6 separate regions of the Mus musculus genome follow, and all the other regions are linked to region 4. The links are chromatin contacts, called in public HiChIP or PLAC-seq maps. All regions are on one chromosome and are shown on one strand. Each heading gives the region's core, a stretch centred on a gene start, on an enhancer-like site or on the middle of the called end of the contact. The rest is flanking DNA. Distances are from core to core; before and after follow the strand shown.

Region 1 (3,495 bases), core at 639-3,138, 560 kb after region 4:
CCCAGCCATACATCCACAAAGCAGAGGTAGCTGGGGCAATCGGGAGAGTCAAAGACATTAGCTTCCCATCAACCTGAATTTTTGTTTACAAGATACCGAAAATAAATTAGTAAACATTGCTGTTTACAGAAATAGAAATATTTTCTGTTTCCAAAGGCCTCTCTTCATCCAAATCTGGACATTTCCAAGGCTGCCACCCTGGACACCCTCTCCAAAGTCCGCCCTGGCCAATGGGTGAGACACCAGAGTCATTTGGAACTGGGAGATCCTCCAGCATCTCAGAATTCAGTTTTACATCTCTGGTGCCATGGAGGGAAGAAACTTCAGTACGCTGGAGAGTTCATCCCTTCTCAAAGGTTCCTGCAGGCTGTTTGGAAGAAACCGTTCATTTCAGAAGATGTTTGTGTTGCAGGACTTCCTGCTATCTTCTGGCTCCCAGTCCCTCTCCAGAGTCCGACAAGTTTGTCTGAACCCATCCCCAGTGCGGAGCAACCAGTCTGTACCTCGGTCTAATGACCCTGGAAAATAGGAATGGACAGAGAGAAGGCATGGACAACGGCCTGGGGGGCAGCGGGGGTGGGGGTTGTGCTTGAGGGAAAGATAGACAGCAAGACAGTCCTACAGGCAAGCAGTGAAGCTGGTCTCCTGGCCAGAAGAGGAGCTGGAGTCGGAACCAGAGCTTTCCACCATGGCTGGGGGTGGTGGCTCAGGGCGGGGAGTGCGACGACGACCTCGGTACTCGATCATGTCGGGATGGTAAGTTGGATGGCGACGAGCATGCTTGGTCAGGTGGTCGCTCCGAGAGAACTGCTTGGGACACAGCGGGCAGGAGAAGCGCTTTTCACCGGTGTGCGTCCTGTAGTGGCGGGCTAGCTCATCAGAACGCGTAAACTTCTTGTCGCAGTCGAGCCAATCACAGGAGAAGGGGCGTTCCCCCGTGTGGGTACGCTGGTGTGACTTGAGGTGCGACGACTTGTAGTAGGCCTTGTTGCAGCCATGGAAGGAGCACTGATGTCGCTTGGATGCGGGCGTAATCTGCCTCCTTCGGTACGTCGGGCCCGTTGATGGCGCAGGGCGGGCCCCTGGGGGCCCCTCGGGCACTTCTCCGCTGTCATCCGGCTCCTCTGAGGCCTCAGGCGCATCCAGGATAGCAGAATCACTGCAGGAGCTCTCGGCGTCAGAGAGCTCATCCTCGAAGAAGGCCTGGGTAGGCTCAGAGCCCCCAGTAGGGCTGGAGCACCAGGTCGGCTCGAAGCAGCTAGTTGAGGCACACGGAGCTTCTTCGGAGTCTTCCCTGAAGTCTTCCCGGGCACCACAGCTTAAATCAGCCAAAGCGCTCGCAGCCAGCAGGTGGGGCGCGCCATCGCCTTCTCCGGGGCTCGGGGTGGGGACCTGGAGGACTGGGGGTATCCACAGCACCCCCCGTGACCCGGTACCCTTCCCCGCCGACTCCCGAGACACTGCACCCACCTCGGAGACAGCCGCTGCGCTCGCGCCTTCGGGGTCCGTTGCGCGCCGGTGCAGCACGGCGCGGGTGGACATAGACACCAGGCACTCGGCAGCGAAGTAGTCCAGGCAAGCCACGGCGGCCGACATGCTGGCGGCGCCCGGTTGCGGGCGAGCGCCGTCCGAGCGCGGCCAGCCGCGGGCCGGAGAGTCCCCGGGAGCGTCCGTCCCGCCGCTTGGAGCCAGACGAGCTGGAAGCCGGTGCGCGCCGCTCGCCGCCCGCAGCCGCTGCTGCCGGAGCCGAGCCCGCCCCGCCTGACGCGCCCTGACGCACTGAAGCCTGCGGGGGTGGCGGGGACCCGCCCCGGCCCGAGGACACCCCTGGATCGCGCTGCCGCGCGGGCTATGGCATTCCCAGCAGCCTGGGAAATTATCTTGTCTGCGCTTTCTCTCCGCTGCTGGCGAGCCAGGTAATTTCAATGCGCGCAAGTCCCGGATCGCAACTTCTGGGCAGCCTGCCGGCCTCGCCCCCCTCGCCCCTGGTCTCTGGCCAGCTGGGTGTCAGGCAGAGTCCTAGAAACTTTTTTTTATCCTCTAAGGGGGAGGAGGGAGCGGCGAGGGAAAAAAAAGCGGCGCTAATACCTGACTTGTCTTTCGCTTCGCAAACGCGATCGCTGGCGAAGTGGGCTGCGATTGCGTTTGACTCGCGTCCACCGCTCACAGCTCAAATGGAAAATAGCCCCAAGTCTTCATCCAAAAGAAAACGGGGGCGAAACAAAGTTTTCTCATTTAGCAGTTCGGCTGTTAATGCAGGATCGGCAGCCTTGTCGCCAATAGATCACCGCGTAGCCATTAATTAATAGCGTTTTGAATCAGAAACGGTTTTAACCCTGGCGAGAGCAAAGAATCATCCCCGCTTGAAATAGAAACTTAAAATCCTTGAAGTAACGATTTAACTATTCAAGCAACGAAAGAAAAAAACGCACGTTTAAACTGCATTAACCTGTCACAGGCACACAAACAAATATCCACGCTGAAATATAAATTACAGACTAGCAGCGAGATAAACACATTAAAATGGACTCCCACAATTTTAATAATAGAAAGTCACGTTTCCAATTAGGCAACCTCTTCTAGTTCTCTTTTGACAAAAAAATTAAAATTAAGAATATGCAGCAAAATAGTATAGAATGCTCATCCAGTGGTTTATGACTGTGGGGGCTTTTTCTTTTTTATAATCAAATATGAATGATTTCTTTCACATGCCTTCACGGCTTTATTTGCCCCCCTTTTTATTTTTTAAAAATTAAAAACCCCACAGAAAATAAACAGGATGATTTCTAAATGTAGTGCTACCACGGTTTGGGATGTACATAGGCTTTACTTTTGTACTATTACGTTATGTGCACTTTATTTGCAATGCTTCACTATTTTTTTCTTTGGAAAAGTAAAATGATACACATGCTTCAAGAATAACATATGTCCATATACTTGATGATTAGAATAATCAAATATGATATTTTTGTCGTGTTTGCTTCAAATTTTAAATTTATATTAAGCATCCAGAGAGGGTAGAATGTCATTTCCCTCGTTTCTCTAGCACTGTTCGTTTTCTCCCTCGCTAATCAGTATCATAAAGGGTAAATTCTTCTAACATTTGCTGTGCTTTATTACACAGCTACCTAAGTATGTAAATAGACCCATGTATCTTTGTTAGTGTATTTTAAATGTGGGCAAGTGTTACTGTGCTGCACATGTCTCTTTGCAGCTTGCTTCTCCCAGCATGATTTGTGGGTTGATACCTGTAGAACTGACTGTCCATTTCAGCAGTTTTAAAATAGTATTGGCAGTTGTATTATTTTTAAAGAGACCCAATTCTAAAACGGATTCATTTTTGTTAAAGATACTGCCTCAAATTTTCAGATGCTGCAGCAATCCATACATGAACATTCTCTGAGAATGATTTAGTACCTGATTTTTCTTTTAAATTTATGCTTTAGAAAAACGTGTGGAGATATTTTAAAATGATGAGAGAATATAATACAAGTG
Region 2 (3,568 bases), core at 922-3,421, 630 kb after region 4:
ACCCACATGCACAAGCTCTTTCCCAGGCTCCTTGAAGAGACCTAGAAATGTGTCTTAAAAAATGTCACAGTGCTGTAAAGTTTGGAGTAGTGTGACATTTATCGGAACCTCTTTATCAGATGTCTCTTGGTCATAAGCTTTCTGAGGCTGGGTTCTGTTAGGTGGCGTTGGGCATGACTTGGGTTTGGTTGGGGGGGGGAGCCGGAGGGGCAGAGCTTGGGATTCTTGTAGTTTGGGGTTAACAGGAGGAATCTGCTTACCATCACTTCTGTGGAACTGTTACCGCAAGGGGGCCCGGTGCAGGAACAGCTTTCAATAATCCTGGCACCATTCATACCTCAACCCCACACGCTGGCATAGAGGTGTGGACTGGTGGTCATGTTATGGTAAGAGTGTGTGCCCAGCACCATAATGATGTTGGTAGAGATGCCAACAGCAAATGCCGGTCCACAGGGAACTCTGACATACCTTGTTAGACAAAGACAATGGGAAGCTCAGGATGCGACATATCTAACCAAAATAAAAGGGCTCCTTTATCAGACTCCATAATGTAGCACACGCAATTGTAAATACTACTGTGCACTTGTATAGGAATCCCATGAAAGAATTTCTACAGGGCCCATAGCACGCTCACAACGGTTCCTGTGGGCAAAGTTGTTCCTCTTATGCAGTCCAACAAGGAATCATAAAACAGTTTTTTCCAGCTGGGTGAGGTGGTGTGCACCTATGATCTGAGCATCCAGAAGTCGGAGGCAGGGGAATCACGAGCTTAGTCTTTGTAGTGAGTTCCAGGCCAGCCAGGGCTACACACAGTGAGACTCTTGGCTCAAAAACAACGAAAATTGTACTAGCTATACCAGAAGAGTGAGTTATCTTTCTGGAGAAAACACTATAAAGTTGCTGTTATATGAACCAGTGATCAAATGTCATGTGGCCAAAACACAGGAAAAACAGGGCTTAAGCCAGAATTTTTTTAAGGGCAATGCTGGTGATATTTGTCAGCTTCTTCAAAAATATTATGATAATGTTTATAATTTTAAATCATATTCTCACCTAATTTACATTTGTGAATTAGGTCCTATTGATCACAATAAGCCTTTAAAATTACACTCAAGCTTTAGAAGACCTGGGTACATATACCCCTGGTTACATGTGGCTTCACTGATAACCATGCAGAAGAATTATAGAAATAAGAATTAATGTAATAATATTTGTGATCGAATTTAAGATTCAATTCCAAAAATTACTTTAAAAACACTTTTTCTAAATGTGTGTGTGGGGTGGGGGTGGGGGAGACAGACAGGCAGGCAGAGAGAGAGAGAAAGAGAGAGAGAAAGAGAGAGAGAGAGAGAGAGATGTCTGTGTCACACTGGGCGGGTAGAGGTCAGGACAGTATCAGCTGTTCTCAGCTTTCATCCACCAGGCTAGCTGGCTGGAGCATCCCAGGATTCTCCTGTCTCCACTTCCCATCTTAAAGGAGGCACACCTGCGGTAGATGTGCTATGGTACCAGTGTTTCATGGACTTTCTCAATCTAAGCTCGGGTCCTCACATTTGTGCACCAAAGTCCTTTTCACACACAGAGCCATCTGCTCTGCCCTAAAATTCCGATTTAATGAGCTTATGCAAAGAAGTATGCAGACATGTATATATATATATATATATATATATATACACACACACTGATAACTTTTGACAAATGTGTCAACCTATGAAACAGCTCTCAAATCAACATAGAACATATTTTCATCATCTTCCAAAATTTCTTTGTGCTACTTTCTAGTAAATTCTCCCCACACACGGAAGTTGTTCTGATTTTCATCACCAGAGATTAGCTTACCTACATGTGAACTTCGTAGGAAAGGACTTACACAGGGTGAGCCCTGTTTGTGACCGATTTCTTGATTTATCTTGTACACGGCAGTAATTTCACAGGCCAGGTTGACTATGTTAAGGCAGGCCAAAGCATAAACAAGATCTCTGGGCCTATGAGGATATTCCTACAAGAGATTAGTATCAAATTGGTCGACTGAGTTTGATCTGTAGGTGGGATCTGTCCTCACCGTTGTAGTGGATGTCATCCAGGCCTGAGGCTTACATAGGACAAAAGTGCAGAGGTAGGCTGCCTCTTTTTCTCAGCTAGGCCAGCCTCTGCTTCCTTTCCCTGGGTCTGCCATCTCCAGGGCTTACAGCGCCAACGCTACCCACCCCCACCCAGCTTTCCAAGCCTTTGGATTCAGGCTGAGTTAGAGCCAGCAGCTCTACGTCGCCATCTTGTGGCCACCAGAGGATATGGCAACATATCATCTCGGTCGCCATTATATGAGCCAATTCTGGCTTTCTCTTTATGTCTGTACCCACATCAGCTACATCACATCGACTCACCCACCCATCTTTTCTCCAACTCCTGTCAGTTACCTATCTGTTATCTATAACTATTCGTATGTATACAACGTCTCTTCCCACCTTTCTGGATAACTGACTAATATGTCCTTTGAAGACTTATCTATGCTGTGGTATACACCAGCAATCCGTGTCTCTCTCTCTCTCTCTCTCTCTCTCTCTCTCTCTCTCTCTCTCTCTCTCCCCCTTCCTTCCTTTCTTTTTTCAATTACAGAGTGGTATTCAGTTAACAGAACAACAATTATCTTCATATAAGCTGCATCAAAGACTACTGAAGATTAAAAAAAATAATAATAAAACCAAAAGAAAAAAAAACAAAAACTTAACTACTGTCCCCATATATAACTAATTTGTGCTGTGCACAACAAGAACCTGCTTTAACTTTCCAATCCGGTCCACCTCCCTGGGGAGTAGTATATCACTGTTTCCTTATTTGCCTGATGAACATTTCGTTATTTCTAGACTTTGTTTATTATGAATAAATATATATAAATATGTGCCTAAGTAATTTTCGGAAGATGGACTTCCATTTCTCTTGGGGATGTGCTGTGGAATTCCTCCATCCTATAGAAGGTAATTATTGAAACATTTTCCAAAGTGGTCTCAGTTTCAACCCTGACTCAGTGGTTAATGAGTGAACTGGTTATTTTATTTTTAACAGCATCCGAAGGGGTGTGAAGTGGTATCCTGTCTGTGGTTTTTTCTCATAACTCCCTGATGAATAATGAGACCGAGTGCCTTCTCAGGTATTTACTGACCGCCCCATCCTCGTTATCAAGTGTTTCCCAAATAGCTTGAGTATTTTAATTTGGATTATCTTTTACTAATTTGCATACACTCTGTAAATTCAGTTCTGATTGAAATCTTTAATTAGTTCAGATCTATCTATCTATCAAGCATACATTTTTACACAATCTATAGTCTGTCTTCCATGGCTTAATTTTTTTTTTTTTTTTTTTTTTGAGACAGGGTTTCTCTGTATAGCCCTGGCTGTCCAGGAACTCATTTTGTAGACCAAGCTGGCCTCAAACTCAGAACTCCACCTGCCTCCGCCTCCCGAGTGCTGGGATTATAAAGGTATGCTCCACCATGCCAGGTTCCATGGCTTAATTTTTAAATTTTATAGTTAGAGTTATATAATTCCACAAATGGGGGTTTCTGTAATA
Region 3 (3,661 bases), core at 297-2,796, 610 kb after region 4:
GGAATAACCACAACAGAGACGCTGCAGGTTTTAATGCCACTTCGGTGAATATACGTGTGATAGAGAGGTGGGGCAGAGTTAGCAGATGGAGCTGCTCATGACAGACGTGGGGGTGAGGCTGTGGTGGGGTGCAGCGGGGGGTGGGGGAGCTGTTGTTCCTGAGTAGCCTGGAGCCTGGAGCCCTCACAGCCTCTGCCCCCAGCACACTGCCCAGGCTACAGATCTCTCTCAGCTCTGAGCAGAGACAGGGCTTCCAAGATGGAGAACAGTTCATTTCCTGGATTGGACCACCTGAAAAGACGTCCATGGTTCGTGCCGCTGCTGTTGCTGTTGCGGGATGTTGATACCCATGGGTCTGTGTTGCTGCCAAAGGCCACGTGGATGTTACATGCTGCAGTGGGGGTGGAAGGTGGGGTTGGGGATATGTTGATGTCCTTGGTCCATACTACTGCTAGAGAACACATGAGTGTTTGTGGTCAGGGCTGCGGCCAGAGGCCAAGTTGGTATCTGCGGTCCATGCTCCCGCAGAGGGAGGGCCTTGTTGGCGTTTGTGGTCTATGCTGCCACCTGGGGTCATGTTGAGGTCCACAATCCATGCTGCCGCTGGCTGTTTTGGGCCAGGAAGCTTCTTTTGTCGTGGCATCGTCGATCTAATGCAGACTCACAGTTGAGAATGAGAGACATAGAAGGCATCTGTGACAACATTCCCCACCCCCTCCCCCGCCACCTCCACCCCTAGCCCACCCCTACTCCCAGAAAAAAAAGAAAAGAAAAAAGTCAGGCAGGAAAACGTTGAAGAGAGTGCTTAAAAATTGTGCTAAGGCAGCTAAAGTGTAGCACTTCACAGTTGGTGGCTTCTGGTGGGGTGGGGATGGGGAAGGACTCAGTTATCTTCAAGTGGCTGGCCACTGGGCATTTCAGCATGCTCCATTGAGTATATGGGCAACACAAACTGGACCTGGGGTATATTTTTTATTTTCTTCTGTTTCTTGGGGGGTGGGGTGGGCGGTGAGAGTATGGACCCGGGAAGAAAGGAAGGTGAATGGGGTACGATCAGGCGATCAGGGTGCATTGTGTGAAATTCCCAAATAATCAATAAAAATATTATGCTTGATTAAATAACAAAAACAAAACCCACCACAACAAAAATAGGAGAGAGAGAGAGAGAGAGAGAGAGAGAGAGAGAGAGAGAGAGAGAGAGTTTTGAAGCATTCACAGCTGCACAGAACTTCCATTGTCAAGCTGGCATAAAGAGCTTTCTTCTGTTAATGTTTACAAAACTGCTTGGTGTTTGAGTCTGCTAAGACATTGTAATTCTTAGGCTAACCCTGAAAATGTTTCCTGAAAGCTTCATCCTTACCAAGGTGCGCTACAGCTCACAGGATGCTCAATAGCAATTAGTAACATAAAGTAAAAGTCAATAAAGAGTTAAAAAAATCTGACTTTTCTATTTCAGGCAACATTTTATTTAGGTAATGAAGGCCGTTAGGGCCTAGGATAGAAAGCCTTGGCATTCTGCCCAGAGCATGCTACAGTTTCAAGTGCTAAGAGGGAAATGATGGCATAGGTTAATTTGGGATCTTGGCCTGTGGCCACAGCTCACGGGACTTCTGAATTGAGAGAGAGAGAGAGAGAGAGAGAGAGAGAGAGAGAGAGAGAGAGAGAAAGAGAGAGAATTGATTTAGAAAGTCAGCTTCTCAGGCAGCAGGGGGAGGGGCCAAGTCTAGTTCCAAGAGGCATTTAAGGATAGAGAGGCTGAAGAAAGTCCACTGAGACTAGCTGGGCTGAGGGTAGGACACTGGCAGCAATAATGGTGAGAGAAAATGACTCAAAGAGGGTACCACTTCCTGAGATGGACAGGCTAGGAGCCTAGCACAGAGTGCCACTGAAGACTCGGTGGAGACTCATCCCTTAGGACAATTCTTAACTGCATGTACAAAAAAAAAAAAAAAAGGGGAAAATTGCCATCTCGAAAAGCCAGCAGAGTTCACTGAAATAGTTAAAATCCATGGACTCATATGGCAGGAGCCATTCCCCAGCAAAACGCAGACAGCAAAAACACCCCATTATAACCTCTGCCGGGTCCAAGGGAGAAGCTACAGGCTGGTGGGCCTCTGCTTCAGAAAGGAAGGAATGGGAGAGGATGCTCTTAGCTTTTGTTGGTTTCATTGTCCTAAACTCCCCTCCTCTATCGAGCTATCTATCAGTGCACAGTCACTGAAGGCCAAGCGGGGAAAGAAATACAGAGCGGCTCTCATGGGCCAACTGCAGCACAGCACAGCATATAGACCAATAGACCCTGCACTTTGGGGGTCTATTGGTCTATATCCAGAAGTTGAGACACTGTTCATGTAGCTCAGTGATAGTGTGGTTGCCTAGCATGTGTGGAGTCCTGGGTTTGATCTCCAGCATCCTGCTAGGTGCTGTGACTCACACCTGTTAACTTGGCACTCCAGAGGTGCCACACCCACTCCAGTAAAAACTTAGTGGCAGGCCCAAAAGCTTGGACACAGTCCCATGGCAAAATGTTTCACGGAAACTTAGTCTCTTGGAGCCTTGGCATCCTGTAGCAGGAATACTCCAAACATGTCCTTGTGTTAGTCAGTGAATGGATCTGTGTGCTTTCTTTCAGTATTGTTTTATTATAGGTGCCTCCAAGCAATGATTTGTCAAATACCTAAGCTAAATTGAACTTTGCTTCCTGGCCTTCACCAATGTCCTAGGCAGTCCTTGAGCCGACCCTGAGCTTGGAATTCAGTAAGAATGTTGCCTATTCAGATGAATTGCCTCCAGTATTGAAAGAGAGATAGTTAAAGAAATCAGGCATTACTATCTACTACATAGAGTTAGAAATTTCAGGGCAAGCTTAGCAAAGTAAGTTTAGAATTCTTATTATAATTATGAATGGCAGACTACATTACTTAATAGAAGAAAGTCTACACAAAATCACTTAGATTAACAGCCAAGTCACTCCCATATACAGGAATTTACAATGGTTTAGGAAGAAGATTGGGCTGTGGTTTAAGGAGGAACTAGAGTATTGCATTATTCATGAGAAGGTTAGCTAGAGCAGAACTCCCTAATTAGAACTATGGCTTGGACACAAAAAGCCCTTGCCCCGGGAGCATAAAGACCTCACACCTGGCTTCTAAGAATATAGCTGACCTTAGATAGAGGTGATTTTGTCTCAGTTGTTTTATTGCCTAGTTCCTGCTAGTCTTTATGTATGCATTCCTCTATTTTGTGTAAAGAGTCATTATGCATTCGGTAACCTCAGTGTACCTTGGCTGATGTGTTACCCAACTTCCTTATTTTCTTCTGTATTTTAAGTCTGATGCTCGCTTTGAGAAATTACATTCAGATCAACACTCCCTTATGTTGTGTCTGTTTGTCACCCTGCTGACTGAGTCCAGTCCAAGGCACAGAGGTAGAGACAGGAGGATCAAAAGTTCAAGACACAGCAAGTTTGAGGCCAGCCAGGGATAGACAAAATCCTATCTCAAAAAATAATGCGCAAGTTAATGAATACTTAACGAGGAGGTGACGATGTGATAGTCTCAGTACTAATTAGACATTCCCACAGTGTCCAAACCTTGATCTTGATATGGTTTAGAAAATTGGATGTTTCTACAAAGCTTTCTATGAATGTTGCTAAAAATTC
Region 4 (3,842 bases), core at 820-3,319:
TTGTAAGTTACCATGTGGGTACTGGGAATCAAATCCAGGTCTTCTCGAAGAGTGGCCAGTGCTTTTAGCTGCTGGGTCATCCCTCCAGCTGGGGGAGTACAATTCTTTAGAAAAATTAACTCATTAGGGGTTTTTTTTTTCTCCTGTTTTAGGATCACAGACTTTGGTTTTGGGGAGCGGCTGGGGACAGTCTCATAAATCACAGAGTGGCTCTAAACTCATTATATAGCCAAGGCACTTGAATTTATGGGCCTCCTACTTCTGCCAGTGAGGTGTTGGGCTGGGGAGACAGGCAAGCACCATCACGCTAGGCTTCTGTTTGGTCCAGCCTTTTTTCTTAAATTTAATTTAATTTAATATATCTGGGTGTTTTGCCTGCCCTTATGTCTGTCTGTACATCACTTGCATGCCCAGCACCCAGAGGAGGTCATAACAGAGCGTCTGATCCTGAATTTGGACTTACAGATGGTTGAGAGCTGCTCTGTAAGTCCTAGGAATCGAACCAAGGTCCTCTGGACGACCAGCCAGTGCTCTGCATACATCCTTCTAGCTCTTGGTGGTCCTGGGTTTGTTTGTTTGTTTGTTTGTTTTTGTTGTTGTTGAGTCTGGATTTTATGCCGCTAAGGTTGGCCTTGAACTTGTAATGTATCTATCTGAGTGGGGCTGGATTTGAATGCCTGATCTTTCTGCCACCATCCTCGGTTGGGGATTACAAGAGTGTGTCACCATGCTGAGTTTTATACTGTGGCAGGAGACTGTACCTTTGGTGCTAGACAAGTATTTTAAGCAACTGAGCTACCTTCATCCCCAGCTCCATGGGTTTTCTTTTTATCAGATGTCAAACATTTCAATAAACTGTATCATAATGCATAATGGATAAAAATACTTCTTTTCCTACAGAAACTGGGTGTGGAGACAAAAAACCAAAATTTCATGACGACATGAAATTTGCTCACTGAGATCAAAGGAGACTTCTGGTCTCAGCACTTTCTCCTTCTCCACCCCACTCCTTAAAAAAAAAAAAAATCCAACATGTGAGGTTCTCATGTGTGAAACATCAAGGGGGTCAGCAGTCCATCAGATTAGATCTTGAAAGGTTTTGTTTCCCTTGAGAAATTTATGTTTTTTTTCCTTATTTGGAAACAGCAATGTGTATCTGCATTTTCCCACTGTGCACTGCGCCTCCCCAACTTCAAAGCCAAATTTTCGGTTTAATTTTGAAACGATGGGAATTTCTGATATTTACATTTTAAAATCACATCGTCCGTTCCATTTTCTATCGTTAACTGTGTATATTGTAAGACAATTGAGGTGGATTGTTTGTGTGTGTGTGTGTGAGTAAAACATTTACTTGATCGTGTGTCATCTAAGAGAGTATCTTTTTCTATTGTTTTTTTCTTGGCAGGCATACACAAGCCGCGTGTTTAAATAAAGATCTTCACTGATGCCTGAAAGATTTTCTTATTGAAATTTTCACTTGTGTTTCTATGATTACTCTAATATCGAACAGTTTTCGGTATTTGCTAATCGGGTTTAAAGCTGTTTGCTCTTGACGTGGCTTTTGCAGGGGAAGGGTCCCGGCAGTGCCACCGTGAGACAAAACAAATGATGAAAGCCAGGAGTTTTTTAGATTTCATCTGACTCCTCCCCCTGCCCCCACCTCCCGTGAGCCCTTTGTGTGTGGCAACAGTCCGCAGACCGGGGCTCAGTTTGCAGAACTGCAGACAGATGTACCAACACCAAGTACATGCATTGTGTACCTATGATGTTTCTAAATGCAGTGCTTATGGGACAGAATTCCGGAGTATCGACCATGCTGAGGCAGCGACCCTGCTTGGGAGTCTCCTCTGGCGTAGCCTCCCCGCTCGGTCTTCGACTATCTGGTCTGAGCCCCCAGCATCCCGGAGAAGCGGGCGAGCTCCGGGAATCGATGCGCTCTCTGAGCGTCTGCTTACGCCTTTTCTCCCCCCATCTCTTTTAGCTATAGCTATGGTTACCACGTCTCTCCCCGCCTCCCTCCACCTGCCAAGAAAGAGACTGCCCATTGGTCCACTGTCACCAAGGCGGCCAGCCATTGGTTGCTGGAGAGCCCGGCGCTACCCCGGCCCCCGTCTCCCGGGTCTCTTGAGGAGCCCGGGAAGGAGGCTCGGCTCGCGCTGCCGGGGCAGGGGCTTGCCGGGACCGGGCTGCGGCAATCGTTAGCGGGCCATGTCGGCTGCCCAGGGCTGGGACCGGAACCGCCGGCGGGGAGGAGGCGCGGCCGGCGGGGCCAGCGGGGTTAGCGGGGCCGGCGCGGCCGGCGGGGGTCGGGGCACCGGACAGCTCAACCGATTCGTGCAGCTCTCGGGACGGCCGCACCTGCCAGGTGAGTGGTGGGGCCGCTGCCGGCGAGAAGGTGGCGGTCGCCGGGCTCTGCTGCCCCTCGGACACACAGCCGAGGGAGGACAGGGAAGCAGAGCAGCAGGAAGGTGGCGTTGAGGTCAGGAGGGGAACCGGAGCACGCCGAAGAGAAGTCTCGCTGTGTCGACAGCTCGGGGAGGAGAGTTGTATTTTCCTCCCGACCGAGAGGCCGCTGTCTCTTTGACATTCCCAAATGTTTCGCTTGCCCGGTTCTTAATCTTTTCCTCTTCCGCGGATGGATGTTGTGAAAGAAAGACATTGGTGTTTAACTGTGGAAAATTATTTCAAAAGGAGTGCCAAATTAAGGAGAGGAGAGCAATATAGAAGTGATTTTGTTTGAAAGGAAAAAAAAAAAGCCAACCAACTGTGTCAGAGTTGGATATTTTGAAATGGAATGAGCATGTGAAAGTGTGTGTGTGTATGTATGTATGTGTGTGTGTGTTGGCTAGGGAGTATATGGGAAAGAAAATAAAAAAGATTAAGGGAAATGGTTGAATCAGTAATATTTGGGGATGTACAGAGACAGAATGGGTAATGGTGACTAGATTTTAAAAGGGGGAAATGAAGATCATGAATATAAAGAAACGAAAGGATGTGATCCCGGTATCAAAACTGAAAATTGGAAAAATATACCTACTGCTAAAAATTTCATGGTCTTTGAGTTCACATGTTTTAAAAAAAACAAAACAAAGTCATGTAGGTATGTGTGTAAACAGTTGTAAAAAGCGTACGTTTACAAATTTTCAGTCTGTTAAAAGGTAGAGAATTAAATCATGCACAGAATGCTAAATCATTTTATTGGGCAGTCGTGTTTTTTTTTTTTTTTCACCGTGAAGAGAATTGTCAGGAATGATGTACTAGACCTTCGCCATGTTTTTTTGTGTATGTGTGACTAGTGTTAAGTTGATTGTATCAGTGGTATATTTGTTTAGATGTTTTGAGAACCTGATTGTTTCTGAATTGTGTTTACTATTGTGACTTGTTCTTCTAGGTGGTAAAAAAAATCAGTTGATTAATTTAAAGATAACAAAGGGGATTTTACTTATTCAGAGAGATAATTACTAATATTTGTGATATGGTTTTTGATGTGTGCCAGAAATGTTCATTAACCCATTTGTTCATGCCATTAAAATAAAATTGAGACATTTGTAAATAATCAAATATACCATAAATTGGATTTGAATAAACAGTATCAGACTGGTATTCTGGAATTGCTAAATATGTGATGTTTAACAAGAAAAAAGGAGACATTTTTTTTTGTTATCATCAGTTAACAACAAAACCCTAGGTTTTCTGCATTACTAAGCCTAGAAGATAAATCCCTTGGCAAGGACTATTCCCAGTTTGCTCTCTGCCTGCAATCTTTTAAGTCTTTGGTCATAGATTAATTATTACACCATGAACTTCATGTGGGCATTCTCAGGGTCCTGCAACATACTGGT
Region 5 (3,707 bases), core at 975-3,474, 690 kb after region 4:
GCCCCACCCCCACCCCTTCACACTAAAACCCCCAGCCTCGTTATCTTTTCCTAGAAGGGTGCAATTTCTGTTGATTGTGCATCAGCACTTCACAATCGCTGAACATTTTCCTCTGAATGTGACTCCAACCGAGTACACTGAGCCTGGCGGACTCATCTGCCCCTCTTAACCTCTGTGGCACGTCCATGTCTTCTTTTTCCACAATGGCCCCATGGTACTGGTTTCAATGCAACTCATGAGCTCAAAGGGCTGGATTTATTTTTTCCAGACACTGTTCCTTTTGTTCTCAACCACCTCCTCATATGCTTCTCCCACCACGTTTCTTCCAGGCGTGTAACCACCTCTCCAATTTGTTATGAATGACACCTTCAAGTTCAAGTGACCCTACCTGATTTGGTGGCACACACAAAAAGTGGTTATGAATCCTTAGCTCTCTACCCAAAGTCATACTCCTTTATAGATGCGCCTGGCTAATCGGACAGGGATTCTGGGCTCCACACGTGACCATCCTGAGGGTATCAACCACTCTCTATTACTTACTTAGTCGTGTGTTCTCCACCCTTGTGTCTTTTCCTCTGGCTCTGTATTTCCACCCAGCAGCCACATGGAGTGACTTCTGGCCTGGCTGTTTCCTGCTTTTAACAGCAGTTCTTTGGGAAGTCTAACTGCCCAGAAGGGTAAGCCCCCCCCCCCCCAACCCCCTGAGAGTGCAACCCAGCCTCCTATACCTGCTGCATCTGGAGAGGGGTCTCCATTTCTGTGGATGCCTCCATGTGCAAGCAAAAGTGTAATGACGTGGTTAAAGGATTCGTGGCTTCTATCAGCATCTTGGGGTGGGGGGTGGGGAGGGAGGGCTAGAATCTAGAACAGATTGATAACTCTAACTCTGCAGCGTTAGGACATAACAGTATACTAAACAGACATGACCCAATAGACTGTACCCTCTACTCAGCCCCTTGGTGGGAGAGTAAGAACGCCCACAGCCGTCACCTAACAAGCATCCCTTACACTAATTAAGGATATGATCTGGACATGGGATCAGGAGGAGGCAGTCAGCACAGCTAACCCAGAGAGTAGCATACACATCTTCAGGGCTATCTTCTCTAAGTCTGCTCTTACACGGGACCAAAGCACTTTCTTTGTTCTCTTCTGAGGTTTATTTACTAGCACTGGTGAGAAAGAAAAGCACCAGGAATCACAAGTCTCTGCACACAGACATGTCACTTCCTCAAATGTGCATCTTACGGATCTACCTCACGTTTCGCTTTAAATAATAAAACTACAACTTCATTTTTATGTATATGCTATAAAAACAAACAAAAAAATCTTAATTCTTAGCTCCCATGGTTATCTGTAGGTCATGTGTGCTTCTGTAGTCAGGATCACACACAGAGTCCTCTTCATAGTAAATGTGAAATGTGTTACACACACGACAACCAGCAAAGATAGTTCTTTGAAGCTCTTCCTTTGATGAAATGCCATTTATAAGTTTTTAAGCAAGAATCAGTGAGCTTCAAAAAAAATACTCACGGTTGAACGGTCACCCAAGGATCCCCAAGTGCAGGCTGGGCTTGTCCTGGAAGCAGAGGACTGAATTCCACAGGAGAGCCAAGAGCGGGCCAGCAGAAAGCATGAATGCTAGCAGCACCTTCCTCCAGCCCATCACAATCCCAGGCTGAGACCCTGCAGTCCTGAACAGCGACAATAAAACCACATTAGGTTGTTTTCCCAATTCCTACGAAATGAGTCAGTAGGTCAAACAACTGATCCACTTGAGAGAACAATCCCTGCAGCTACACTCCCCGCTTCCAGTAACTGGGCTCATTCTCTCTGCCCTGCACAAAGTGCTCCCACTAACCCAGGAGCCCATGGGGCCTGGCAGACCCAGAGTGGGTACTGTCAGATAGTCAGTCTCTGCTGGGGTTAGCATCCTCCTTGGACAGAGGCTACTGCTAGTAGTGCCATACAGCTTCCTCAGAGTTACAGAAAAACTTCTCTGTTAAGACCCTAAGTCATTTATCTCCTTCACACCAAAGAAGGGTCTTAGTGCTTAAAACAGAAACCCAATAGTTACCCCTCTGAAAGCTCCCCCTAAAACAAATAAAACCACTTCCTTCTGCAAAAATACCTTCTCCTCCTCAAAAGATCTCCATATTCAGAAGACAGAGTGGTAATTCAATCATCCACACTGTTCAAACACACCCCAGGGTCCTCCTGCTGCTCGGCAGAACCATCCACTGGGCTTCAGGAAGCAGAAGTGTGTAAGAGCTGCCAGCAGTCTTTTAAATCCACGGCTCAAGTTGCTGAACACCTTGGGAAACTACCACCTACTCACCCAGAGGAGAGCTGATTCAAATAGTAACCTTCTGCATTGGAAACCACCAGCTACTACTGCTGAGAGGTCCGTAATTCCAAGAACTCATCCAAACAGGCAGATCTAAGGACACACAGCTCGACACACAGGGCTAGGTCAGCTGTGACAGCTCTTCAGTGGGAGACTTTTGCTTTCTGAATCCACAGGGCTTACTTACTTTCTTTTCTTTTTAAAGACAAGGTCTCATTTTCATCTTGAGAAAATGTCTGATCAAGCCACCAACTGAAAACCTGCCATTATAAACGAGAGATTTCACAATGCTCATTCCAAAATCTGCGGCTATTCATTTCTGGAAGTGACTCACTGAGAAAGGACGGCTGTTGGGGGTGGGAGGGAGAGATCATTTTTAGGAGACCGCCTGCACTCTGAGAACTGAGCAGAAACCCCACGGTGGCTACCACGTGTGTGGAGCGACCCCAGCTCAGCTCTGAGTCACACCCCCCCCCCCAATCCAGATGACACGCCATGACCAGTCTCCTCGTGAAAGCCACGGTGGACAAAAAGCCCTTTGGGCTGTGCACCCACCCTCATGGCTGCCTCTCGGGGCTATTTTCACATAAATCAGGAGGGAGGCAGCAGCATTTGCCACCTGTCAGGACTGACTCCGCGGCTGGTGAGTAACCAGCCACCGAGTCCCACTTCCTGTGACTATTTCCAAAAGACCCCATGCTATTTCCTTCAGGAAAATACGAAGTGCAAAGCAGAGCTACGGGAAGGAGAGACAGCCCCAAGAGCAAAGCTAAAAGCCTGCAATGTGATCGCTGTTTACCCAGCCACGCCTAGTTTTAATTTGGTTTCCCAACCCCTGTGTAATTAAGACTGCCAAAGAGAATAGCATTTGGGGTGGGGGTGGAGGGTGAGATCCACAAATGCTTAGACCTTCTGAGTGCGTGACCAGAAAAGCAATTGTAAGACTCAAGAGAACCCATCTGAAGCTGACTGGAGCATTAACCCTTGCAGGAGAGAGAAAGTTGGTTTTGTTTATTCCCAAATTTCAAACATGAAATCCTCTTTCCTCCCAGATGGCATTAAACAGAGTCTACTGCCACTCCCTAGGTTCGTAGAAGGAACCATTTTCAGAGCCGTTTATGGGACAGTCACGTTAACAGCAGCGCACACGTCATCCAACACTAAGGTGTCCTTTGAAGCTGCCATTGAAGTATGGTGTTTGGTGTTTTGCCAAACCTATTAGTTTATGCCAGGAAGAAGGGTATAGGAGCTCCTGACGGCAGGCTGCTCAGATGCATGGGGAAGGTAGAGTATCAGTCGTGGCAGGGTTTCTTTCTGAGGACACCATGCATGCTGGAGAAAGGCAGCCTTTTCCTAAGAGCTC
Region 6 (3,935 bases), core at 787-3,286, 670 kb after region 4:
TCACCATGAGAATAGTCTTGAAGTTAACAAAGAAACTCTCTATTATTGGCTGGCAGAGGGGTGGACAAGCCAGGGCCCTCTTCCCTCAGGACATGCATACAAGTGCGGACTCTGGGGCCTTCCATGGCCCTCAGCTACAAGCACAGCCCTCCCAAGAGGAACAGCTTCACTCACAAGTGTGCCCGTGCTTCCCTTCTCCCTTTAATGGACACACAACCTCATTACCCTTTAGTCTGGGGCTAGGGCATAAAAGAACTATTGTTTCTGTAGGCTGGGTTACTGTTATTTTTTAACTAGCAACAACTCTGCAGTATTACAACTCCTGAAAGGACAAAAATAAGAAACCTTACAATACACAGATCACACGCTGGGCTGGCAGACTCTTCACCCTATGAGTAGAAACAGTTATCTTCCAAGGATAGACCCCTAAGCAGCTCTCAGCTCACCAGCCATGAAAATGTGGGCCTGCTTCACAACCCAGCCTGCATGCTTCATGCTGCTCTTCAACGCACTGCCCTTCCTGTGCACTTCTGTCAAATCTGATAGGGAAATCGGGGCCTGGTCTGAGTCAGTAACCCACAGCAGGGCTCTGTGTGGAAAGGCCCTGCAGTAGATGCGTATTGCTCCCAGTGACGTGAGAAGCCAGTCTGTTCTTGTGTTGAGCAAACTGGATTAAGATAACTTCCCTCGGGGCTTGGAGATTTCACAAGAACTATCACATCCTGAACCAGCACCCCTTGAGGAACACAGCTTCAAAACGTTAGGGCCACCAGGACTCGGCAGGCCTAACCGGTGTGTCTGGGCCAGGCCACACGTGTCACTGCAGTAGCTGTGCTCACACATCTGGAAGCCGTACCCAGAAGAGCCGAGCTTTGTAAGGGTTAAATCAGGTAGTACATGAGATGATCGAACGAGCAATACGGAACTTTCCTTTGGCATTTTAGTAGAGGGATGCAGCTAAGAGGTCCAGCTCACAAGTGAGAGGCATACACGGATGTGTCAAAAAAAGATACCTTTGCCTTGTGCCTCCCATCTCCGCACACTTGAATGAGCACCTGCAAATATATTCTGATTACTTCTCCATTCAAGGGCCTCCACGCGGGACCTGTGCTGTCGCTGGTGAGCACAGGTTTCTGTAGGTCTTCCCTGGTTGTGAACTGGCAGCTGGGTGTGTAAGAGTGGCTATCAAACTCCGATGGTCACTTAAAAACTCACTGGAGACTCACCGTGGACAAAATACAGCAAGACCTCTTTAAGGGTGATTTGCAAGCATGCACCTCAACTTCTACAGGGCCACAAAGACAACCTGCTACAAGCATTTTCCAGGGACAGACACGCTGCAGAGAGCCTTCGTGAGAGGAGCAGTATGTGGTATTTCGGTGACACACGAACCTCAGGGTGTATCCCACGGACGTGGGGTTCTCTACTCAGACACTTTCAAAAGGTCCCTTCTCTCTGCTGTCCAGTGAGAGACATTTATTACTTCCTTCCGCAGGCACTGCTGTGGATTGGCTACCTGCATTTGGCGACACTGGGGTGGTTATGACTAAGGAGCACGGCCCTTGGCCTTCCACTTGGCACAGCAGCGAGGTGTACTGTGCAAGCTGGTGTAGGAGCTGCAGCATGCTATAAACCTGTAGATCCAACCAGAGCAAGAATGAAGGTGTCTTGCACAGGGTAGGAGAAGGTCTATTTTCAAGGGGAATTGGTAAGCCCTAAGGCTTTAGCAATGCAGGCTGCAGAAGGCCCACAGAGGGCGGACATTACACTTGTCTTTGAGAACAATCCTTTTTGCTCACTCTACAGCCAGGCAGAGGGCAATTATGGAACTCAAACTACATCATTCTACTCTTTCCTATGTGGTCTAACTTTAAGCCAGAGGTACCTTTCATCAGACAAGAAGCCAAGGGCGTAGGCGGTGCCATTTCCAAAATATTGATCACTCAGGTTAACAAACTGGGAATGCTGTCCCAGCAGGCCCACACAGGATGGTTTACAAGAGATTTAACAACTCAACAAAGAGAAGCCCAGTGACTCAGCAGTCAAGATTCTAACCACTGCGATGTCCAAGTTAATGACTGCAATGCCCCTCAGGGAGCCTGGAACAGCAGAGGCCTCAAAGCTGATCCTCGAACCAGGATGGTGTGGGCCAGGTCTGTGAGCGGGTCAGCTTGGAAAAGAATACTATCTGCAGACCACATGAGGGCCAAGTGCCATTTTCTTTTTACTATTACCATGTTTCATTATCCAAATGTCAGGCTTCATCATGCCATCTCCACACAAGTAATGAGTATGTGGCCAGTGCTCACCACCCACCCCTCCCCCTTCCACATCCCCTTCCCAAACGCTCCCTTTCTCGTTCTGTGTCTCCTGTGTAAATGTGTGCATTGGATCTTGGTTTGCTTGCTTGTTTTGGATAGCCCAGACAGGGTTTCCCTGTGGACTCCTAGCTGACCTGGAACTTGGCTCTGGAGACCAAACTGACCTACAATGCACAAGATCCACCTGCCTCAGCTTCCCCAGTGGCTGGGCTTAAAGATGTACACTACCACATCCCACTGTTGAGTTTTGCTTTTCACTTGAGATTCCTTATATGGCAGGGAACATGCAGTACAAGTTGTCCTGAGTCTGGCTTGTTTGACTTAACACGACAACCCTCCATTCTATCCACTACTCTCACAATGTCCAAAGTCCATTCCTCTTGTAGTTCACGCCCTTCAACGTAATTTCCAAACAAGAATGGAGCGTCTGTCGGGAAGATCACTGGGCACTGGGATTAACATCTGAAGATGGTGACTGGTAAAAGAAATAGTGAGAAGCAGCCGTGATTATGTTACAGTCTGTGTTAACAGCCTTTGGGGCGGGGAACCCAGGTTCAGGATTAAGGTAGGGAGGAGGAGGAGGAGGAGGAGGAAGATGTGTCAAGACCCACACAAGGTGAAATCCAAAGTGCAGCAGTAAAGCCGTGGCACCATAAAGTACTAGCAGCTTCCCAAACTTGTGTGGCCACAGGCCTAAGGAGCGGGGCCAGTGCTTTAAGCAGTATCAGGGTCCCCATCAGATCACAGGCGCAGCGGAAGTGTTTAGAAAGTGGCTTACTGCATTTAGGCTGGCGAAGAGCCTCCCAGGTCAGTGTTTGAGAAAGCCTAATTACAGAGTAGCTATAATTCACCCTCTTCCCCCAGAGAACCTGGGAGCCCAATGGCCACCGCCCTATAGCTTGGTTGGCGGTGGGTTACACACCCAGTTTCTGCAGTGAAGAAACCTGCAGGAGTCTGTGAGTTTCCTCACACAAAAGTTCCATCTAAGGGCAGAACTGCAGCGAGGCTCACAATGTACCCAACTCCAGGGAGAAGACAGCACCTCGCTCTGAAGGGCTGGCCCTGGTCTCTGCAGAGGGAGGGGTTTCCCTCTCCTTTAAGCCCTGCTCCTCAGGAGTATCAGCCTGCGGAGTGCCAGGACATATATGTTACCCTCTGTCAAGGGTCATAAAGGGATCTCTCAAACGATGGCACCTTTTGCCTGGGATTAAAGGGACAAACAGTGTAGGTCCTGGATTAGGAAGATGCAGGTGTCTCCTCTACTGCTCCTTACACAGCCTTGAGCAAGCACTTTAACCCTTTCAGAGGGTTAGCTTTGAGATCTGTGAAAACTAAGAAAGAGAAAGCTGTGCATAGCAGCACAGATCTGCAATGCCAGCACTTGGAGTTGAGGCAGGAGGATCATCTGTAGCACACAGAATTACTGTCTCAAATCAAACCGTTCTCTCTCCTTTTTCTCTAGCACACGTCCCCACTCCCAATCCCACCCTGAAACTTTAAATAAATGTCTCCCTTTCCTGATGTGAGTGGCTGGCACAGCTAGTGTTTCAGATAAGAATCTACATTGTAAGCATCTACATACAATCAGGATGATTAAGATCAGAGAATGACTGC

What was found. HiChIP or PLAC-seq counts read pairs in DNA pulled down with a chosen protein or histone mark.
Region 1: a contact with region 4 is called in an H3K27ac HiChIP or PLAC-seq map of embryonic stem cells, with 8 times the contacts expected there. The contact joins the promoter of Klf14 here to the promoter of Klhdc10 in region 4. A contact is called at or near these places in 6 of 39 promoter capture datasets (the 3T3-L1 cell line, embryonic stem cells, liver and 3 more), 8 of 484 Hi-C or Micro-C datasets (LSK cells, the N1E-115 cell line, bone marrow-derived macrophages and 4 more), 24 of 115 datasets of contacts at active chromatin or transcription factors (the 230-238 cell line, the NIH/3T3 cell line, the SCID.adh cell line and 16 more) and 4 of 9 other capture datasets (adipose tissue, embryonic stem cells, macrophages and 1 more).
Region 2: a contact with region 4 is called in an H3K27ac HiChIP or PLAC-seq map of differentiating embryonic stem cells, with 19 times the contacts expected there. The contact joins the enhancer-like site here to the promoter of Klhdc10 in region 4. A contact is called at or near these places in 24 of 39 promoter capture datasets (the 3T3-L1 cell line, 3T3-L1-derived adipocytes, the C10 cell line and 16 more), 7 of 15 datasets of contacts at CTCF or cohesin (the NIH/3T3 cell line, embryonic stem cells, hippocampal excitatory neurons and 3 more), 145 of 484 Hi-C or Micro-C datasets (the AML12 cell line, the AtT-20 cell line, B cells and 82 more), 49 of 115 datasets of contacts at active chromatin or transcription factors (the 230-238 cell line, DN3 thymocytes, the HPC-7 cell line and 34 more) and 4 of 9 other capture datasets (adipose tissue, embryonic stem cells, liver and 1 more).
Region 3: a contact with region 4 is called in an H3K4me3 HiChIP or PLAC-seq map of embryonic basal ganglia, with 8 times the contacts expected there. The contact joins the enhancer-like site here to the promoter of Klhdc10 in region 4. A contact is called at or near these places in 6 of 39 promoter capture datasets (the 3T3-L1 cell line, embryonic stem cells, epiblast stem cells and 3 more), 11 of 484 Hi-C or Micro-C datasets (the C10 cell line, CD4 T cells, bone marrow-derived macrophages and 6 more), 24 of 115 datasets of contacts at active chromatin or transcription factors (the 230-238 cell line, the NIH/3T3 cell line, SST interneurons and 18 more) and 1 of 9 other capture datasets (adipose tissue).
Region 5: an H3K4me3 HiChIP or PLAC-seq map of bone marrow-derived macrophages shows a contact between it and region 4, with 8 times the contacts expected there. The contact joins the enhancer-like site here to the promoter of Klhdc10 in region 4. A contact is called at or near these places in 1 of 39 promoter capture datasets (embryonic stem cells), 7 of 115 datasets of contacts at active chromatin or transcription factors (bone marrow-derived macrophages, embryonic basal ganglia, embryonic fibroblasts and 4 more) and 2 of 9 other capture datasets (embryonic stem cells and macrophages).
Region 6: a contact with region 4 is called in a FOXA1 HiChIP or PLAC-seq map of pancreatic cancer cells. The contact joins the enhancer-like site here to the promoter of Klhdc10 in region 4. A contact is called at or near these places in 1 of 39 promoter capture datasets (cranial neural crest), 1 of 15 datasets of contacts at CTCF or cohesin (the NIH/3T3 cell line), 12 of 115 datasets of contacts at active chromatin or transcription factors (the NIH/3T3 cell line, bone marrow-derived macrophages, craniofacial prominence and 9 more) and 1 of 9 other capture datasets (macrophages).

What each region holds. Positions count from the first base shown.
Region 1 is chr6:30,957,102-30,960,596 of GRCm38.p6, forward strand. Klf14 (Kruppel-like factor 14) reads right to left here and starts at 1,889. Exons shown (of 1, transcript NM_001135093.1): 1 at 1-1,889. The coding sequence starts at 1,596. The coding sequence ends at 619.
Region 2 is chr6:31,030,955-31,034,522 of GRCm38.p6, forward strand. No RefSeq gene overlaps it. Among named protein-coding and RNA genes, the nearest start is that of Gm40359, 18 kb to the left of the region's middle. Within about 2 kb of position 2,172, at least 54 of the 459 cell types and tissues checked have an H3K27ac peak or open chromatin away from gene starts, as enhancers often do. A contact at or near this core is called in the AtT-20 cell line, the N1E-115 cell line, SST interneurons and 15 more, where this site is marked.
Region 3 is chr6:31,010,050-31,013,710 of GRCm38.p6, forward strand. Gm40359 (a long non-coding RNA gene) reads right to left here. Exons shown (of 2, transcript XR_868931.2): 2 at 16-650. Among named protein-coding and RNA genes, the nearest start is that of Gm40359, 3.1 kb to the right of the region's middle. Within about 2 kb of position 1,547, at least 36 of the 459 cell types and tissues checked have an H3K27ac peak or open chromatin away from gene starts, as enhancers often do. A contact at or near this core is called in bone marrow-derived macrophages, embryonic basal ganglia, neural progenitor cells and 2 more, where this site is marked.
Region 4 is chr6:30,399,786-30,403,627 of GRCm38.p6, forward strand. Klhdc10 (kelch domain containing 10) reads left to right here and starts at 2,070. Exons shown (of 10, transcript NM_029742.3): 1 at 2,070-2,365. The coding sequence starts at 2,209.
Region 5 is chr6:31,085,962-31,089,668 of GRCm38.p6, forward strand. No RefSeq gene overlaps it. Among named protein-coding and RNA genes, the nearest start is that of Mir29b-1, 25 kb to the left of the region's middle. Within about 2 kb of position 2,225, at least 182 of the 459 cell types and tissues checked have an H3K27ac peak or open chromatin away from gene starts, as enhancers often do. A contact at or near this core is called in bone marrow-derived macrophages, embryonic basal ganglia, embryonic fibroblasts and 3 more, where this site is marked.
Region 6 is chr6:31,064,990-31,068,924 of GRCm38.p6, forward strand. No RefSeq gene overlaps it. Among named protein-coding and RNA genes, the nearest start is that of Mir29b-1, 3.9 kb to the left of the region's middle. Within about 2 kb of position 2,037, at least 33 of the 459 cell types and tissues checked have an H3K27ac peak or open chromatin away from gene starts, as enhancers often do. A contact at or near this core is called in pancreatic cancer cells, where this site is marked.